Linked DNA regions of Gossypium hirsutum: region 2 is linked to region 1. The links are chromatin contacts, called in public Hi-C maps. All regions are on one chromosome and are shown on one strand. Each heading gives the region's core, a stretch centred on a gene start, on an enhancer-like site or on the middle of the called end of the contact. The rest is flanking DNA. Distances are from core to core; before and after follow the strand shown. Region 1 overlaps LOC107932061 (a long non-coding RNA gene). Region 2 has its middle 4.6 kb from the start of LOC107932034.

Region 1 (2,853 bases), core at 230-2,729:
TGAAAATTTTGACAACACGCGTTTAACATCAGACTCGACTCTCAAAAGATGTCCCTAGTGGAGTCGCCAGCTGTAGCGACCTAAAAATTTGGGCACGGGCGCTAGTCGAAGTAATTATTGAAAATTTGAAAACAGTGTCTCGATTTTATTTGAAAAAAAAAGAGTCGCCACCGATCTTTTTTCTAGGTGTGATCGGACACCTAATAAATTCTCTTTTTTTGAAGAAAAATTTATTTTTAAATTTTTCTACAAAAGAGGTAATTTTAGGTCTACGTGAAAATCCAGAGAAAATTAGAGTTCGGGAGTCGGTTACGCGCGAGGAAGGTATTAACACCCTCGCGACGCCCAAAATTGGTATATCGTTAAACGCACGTTGTCTTAATTTTCAAAAATACAAGTTCAATTTAATAGTTAATCGCAATCCGATCAAAATACGGTAAATTTTTTTTGAAACACGAATATTTTTGAAACAATTATTTTTTTTTGAAAACACGAAAAATTTTTAAAACACGAGAATTTTAGAGACACAAAAATTATTAAAAACACGAAAATTTTTGAAGACGCGACGATTTTGAGACACGAGAAATTTTTTGAAAACGCGATTTTTTTAAATGTGAAAATTTGTGAAACACGAGAATTGTTGAAAACACGAAAATTTTTGAAAACACGCAAATTTTTGGAACACGGAAGTTTTTAGAAAATACGAAAAAATTTTTATCATCGAAATTTTTTGAAAACACGAAATTTTTTAAAACACCAGAATTTTAGAAAACACGAGGATTTTTGAAATACGAAAATTTTTGAAAACACGATAATTTTTTTAAAACATGAAAATTTTTGAAAACATCGGAATTTTTGAAGACACGAAGATTTTTGAAACACAGGAATTTTTTTTTGAAAACATGAAAAATTTGAAAAATTGAATTTTTTGAAAATACGGGAAATTTTTTTGAAAACATAAATTTTTTTTAAATTTTTTTGAATTTTTTTCGTTTTTTTAAAAGGGCGTATCGTGTTTAACGCAAACCGGTGATATTCACCCAACATAACGATGAAATCAACTGTTTAATGTTAAATTGATTCGTTGCCTTATTTATTAAAATAATTTAAATAAAATTAAATTGAAATTAAATTAAATTAAATTAAAACGATAAATACAAAAATATAAAAATTCATAAAGTACTAAAAATATTAAAACGAAATAGCATAAAAATACAAGCATTAAATTAAAAGTGAAATAAATGAAATTCCCGAAAAAAAATCCAAAACACGAGCTTGGCCGAATGGTTTACACAAATTGAACCCTTTTTTTCTTTTTTTTTTCCTTCTCTTTTTTCTTCTTTTTTTTCTCCTTTTTTTTCTCTCTGCTGGGCCGGCCCGTTGCGCTGCCTCCTGGGCTGGATCGTTCGGGCTGGCCTGCTAGCTTGCTGGGCCTTGTTGGGAGTTTTTTTGCTTTGGGCCTTGTTTTGTTTCTCTTTCTTTTGTGTTTTTGTTTTTGGGCTGCTCTCTGGCCTGCTAAGTTGCTGGGCTGCTGCTGTGGCCTGCTGGTGCTGTCGGGTCGCGGGAAGGGGCGACCTGACTGTTAAAAAAATTCATTTTCTTTTTCTTTTTTTTTTCCCTTTTCTTCTTTCATTCTTTCTTTTTCTTCTCCTTCATTCAGCCCCCGACAGCGCTTCCCCCAGTCTGGTGCAGTGGTCTTCACCCAGTCTGGTGCAGTGGGCGCACGATGAAGCCCTCCTCTTCTCCTATTTTCTGAAAAAAAGCTCCATCTTTTCTTTATTTCTTTTTCAAATCTCTTTTTTTCTCTCATTTTTTTTGAAATTTTTTTGATGAATGGGGGTTCCTATTTTGGGGGTTTTAAGCCCAATTTATAGCACTATTGGGGATTTGTCGTGGATGGTATGTGGCGATTTCAATGAAATTCTGTACAATTTTGAAAAAAAAAGGGTTTACCGCGAGAAGAATGGCGAATGGAAGCTTTTCGTAAGACATTGGAGGAATGCAATTTATCGGATATTGGGTTTTATGGAAACTGGTTTACCTGGGAACGGGGAAATTTTCCTGAAAATAATAGTCGAGCAGTTAGAGAGATTGCAACTGATGAATGGTTACGAATTTTTCCAGAATTCCAGATTCAGCATCTTCCACATACGTTTTCTGATCATTGTCCCTTATTGGTTCATATCAAAAAGGAAAGCAGTGAGCGAACACAAAAAGAATTCAAGTTTTAAGCATGGTGGGTATTAGAGGATTCGTTTTTTAATGAGGTCAAAAACATCTGGGAACAATCTGAGGGAGATCTCTTATGCAAGCTAAACAGTACGAAAATGGGGCTGGAGCAATGGTCAAGACAAATTCGAAGAGACAAAGAACAAGAGTCAACTGGTTAAGATTAGGGGATAAAAACACAGCTTTCTTCCACGAACAAGCCACACAGAAGAGACAAAGAAATTTGATTCGTAAAATGCAAGATGAAACGGACAAATTACAAGAAATGGAAATGATTGCCAGAATGTATTTCCAAAAACTTTTCTACGCAAGCAGCAAGGCAAAATTTGAGTACGTTTTGTCGTGAGTTCCTCGATGTATATCGAAAGAATATAATGCAATGCTTATGGAGAGATACACGAAGGAATAAATTCAGCAGGCTTTGTCAGAATTAGGGCCCACTAAGGAACCTGGGGAAGATGGATTTCCCGCGTTATTTTATCAGAAATGTTTGGGGATTATTGGAGAAGTAGCTATCTTTTGTCTCAATCGTCTGAATGAAGGAATGTAGACTGATCAAATTAATAAAACAAATATCTTTTTAATCCCAAAAATTTCAAATCCTATGGATATATCATATTTCAG
Region 2 (2,853 bases), core at 241-2,740, 45 kb after region 1:
AAATAAAAAAGAAAACCAGAATAACAAATGGTAGATATTCGAATTCCAGGCTGCAAAGGAACAACTTCCATTTACTAAAGAAATCTTACACATGACATCGTTTTCAAGTCTATTGATCTTAGGGAATCTTGGAATTAAATAAATACCAACTATATCTTACGATATCGTATCGTTTTCGTATATTTTATCGTACTATAATCATATATATTATAAAGTAAAGGAGGGATCCCTTTCGTAACTCTTTATACGATTAGAATTTTAACAATTCAACTGTTTAATAATGATTTATATATAACATTTTAGATTGATACGAGGGAGATATCGGATCGGTTTAAAAATTTGCATGCACGACAAGTACAATTATATCGATAAATTCAATAGTTGAACAGATATAAACGGGTCCCTTCCCTATAAAATAATATTTATATATATTGATACTAATAATTTTTATTATATAAATTTCAAAATATTTACATATGTTTTTTTAATGTTTATGAATATATATATTCTTTGAATTGCAGAGTACGGATGAGCAGGACAAGAATTCTAAATGAGATCATCAATGGGAGTAAACGACGCAATGCATTACATATACAGCCCAACCACTCATGATTCCATATCTACATGATCTTTGGAATGAAAGATAACATGACGGTCCATCTATCCACATTAATTAATATATGGAGCATTTTAACCCATTCTTTTTAATACAAAATATTAGAGATGTTGCGGATTGTATTTTAACTCGATTGATATTAGTATTGTTGTTAGTGTAGGAGATTATGGGTTCGAGTGCGTTGAAGCTCATTATCCTCCTATTTAAGGGTTCAGGAAGGGCTATGTCTAGTTCTAAACATTGTATCAAAAAGAGCAAATATGATAATAACATATAATGAGATTAATGTTCAAAATATTAGACCTGTTTGTAGGTCGAATTTGTTCGACTTGTTTTGGGTCGAGTGCAGATTTGTTTTCCTAATTTTGAGTTGGATTGATTTATTGTTTGGGTAAACTATATTTGTAGTCATCCAATTATTGGTAAGTTTCATTTTGGTCATCCAATTATAAAAAAACATACAAAATGATCAACTAATTGTTTGATTTTGTCTTTTTTAGTCACTAGCTATTAAAAGGTGACATAAAGCTAACATGACAACTTTTATGGGTATATTCGGAATAAAGAGGGATCAGAGAGGTCTTTTTACTGAAATAATTGAAACAAACAAGAAAACAAAAATGAAAAAGGAGTACCAACAAGTGGTTGTGTACAATGGTAAGGCACATTACACTCTCGAAAAGAGAACGTAGGTTTGATCCCTAAAGACAATATTATTAAAAATAGTAGTTATAAATTCCAAATATAAACAGTAAAACGAACTTGTAAAAGAAAGAAAAAAAAAGGCATTTTGAAACTCTTAATAAGGGTCTTTTTACGTCTAGTCCTTGGTGTCTTATAGGCTGGGAAAGCCCGAGACTAACCAACTATAACGCCCACATAGAACCTTTTATGGGCCTAAGCCTCAAGGCATACTATATTTACTTCATATGTATGTACACATATTCTGAGAACTTATCTGTACTAACTAGATTATGTGATTTTGACTTGATTATTGTGATTTTTTAAAATTATTTTTTATTTAGAAGTTATTCTTTTAACATGCTTTGATACTCATGGGTGTTGCATATAAGAGTGTGTCCTACATGCAAAAAGAAAAAAAATTTATCAATTTCAGTGACTGTCGAGTTTCAGGTTATAGTGTCTGATTATGAAATTTATTTGTCCGTTGGCTTGATTAACCCATTTAATACAAAGAAAGCAATCATGAGAGTCAACTTTCTCTCTTATATATATCTCGTCCCATTCTCTTTCCACTAAAAATCTTCCCAATCTCTTCTAGAAAAAAATAAGTTTTCTAGAAAAGAATGGTCACTTTAAGGTATGTTCTAAATATATGATAAAATTTTCAACTCAATTTTTATAAAAACTTTTGCTATATTTGCATAAACTCGATATAATTTAAAATCTTTGAAGGCTAATGAGCGTATCTTAGACCATTTGAAGAGTGTTAGATTGTCGAGACCTACAAAAATTAAATCTACTTGAAAATATAATATTAGCAAATAACGGCTAGTAGGGTCATATCCACAATAATAATTTTACAGTAAAAGAAACAAGTAAAGTAAAATTAGGAATTTTGAAAATTCAAAGGGAAAAACTTTAGCCAAAGGTAAAATCTTTGTTTGATTCATAGATTCGATCATCGAAGCAAGGAGATCTTCAATGTCTTTAATAAATTAGTTCTAGTTACTAATTCAATGCCGAGCAACCAATCTCTCATTGCTTGTTCAGTAACTAAGAGGCAATTCGTTTAAAATTACTTCCCCAACCAATAAATAACCTTATAACTCAATGCCTAATATTTAACTTACTGACAACATTAAAAACGAAAGACATTTAATTCTAACAGAAAAAACTCACTTCAACAAGGTTTATTTAAGCTAGACCATACATCAACACCACATAATTATAAACTACAACATAAACAATTATGTAATTATTTTAATTGATTAATCATTTTAAGTTTATATGTTTCATACACAAATAATTTTATTAATCTAATATGAAAATAATTTTTTATATTTATTTTTTAAAATATGTATAAATAATTATATTAATCCAATATCTACCAACTAAAAGTTTCTTTTAGGATGAAAAATCACTTTTAATTCAAAAAATTAGTTCTACAATGGAAAAGTCCTCATCTTAATAGAAAACACCCCTAATTCCTATAAACCCATTGATATGGGTATATGATCTCGGTGGGTATAAGGAGGATCCTATCTATTGTTGTT

What was found. A called contact is a pair of places that touch in the nucleus more often than the background predicts.
Region 2: a Hi-C map of leaf shows a contact between it and region 1, with 2.3 times the contacts expected there. The contact joins two enhancer-like sites. A contact is called at or near these places in 10 of 34 Hi-C or Micro-C datasets (anther, fibers and leaf).

What each region holds. Positions count from the first base shown.
Region 1 is chrD13:60,532,287-60,535,139 of Gossypium_hirsutum_v2.1, forward strand. It overlaps LOC107932061 (a long non-coding RNA gene), which reads right to left. Exons shown (of 5, transcript XR_001693331.2): 5 at 1,172-2,853. Among protein-coding and RNA genes, the nearest start is that of LOC107932061, 4.2 kb to the right of the region's middle. Within about 2 kb of position 1,480, at least 7 of the 9 cell types and tissues checked have an H3K27ac peak or open chromatin away from gene starts, as enhancers often do. A contact at or near this core is called in leaf, where this site is marked.
Region 2 is chrD13:60,576,846-60,579,698 of Gossypium_hirsutum_v2.1, forward strand. No RefSeq gene overlaps it. Among protein-coding and RNA genes, the nearest start is that of LOC107932034, 4.6 kb to the right of the region's middle. Within about 2 kb of position 1,491, at least 1 of the 9 cell types and tissues checked has an H3K27ac peak or open chromatin away from gene starts, as enhancers often do. A contact at or near this core is called in leaf, where this site is marked.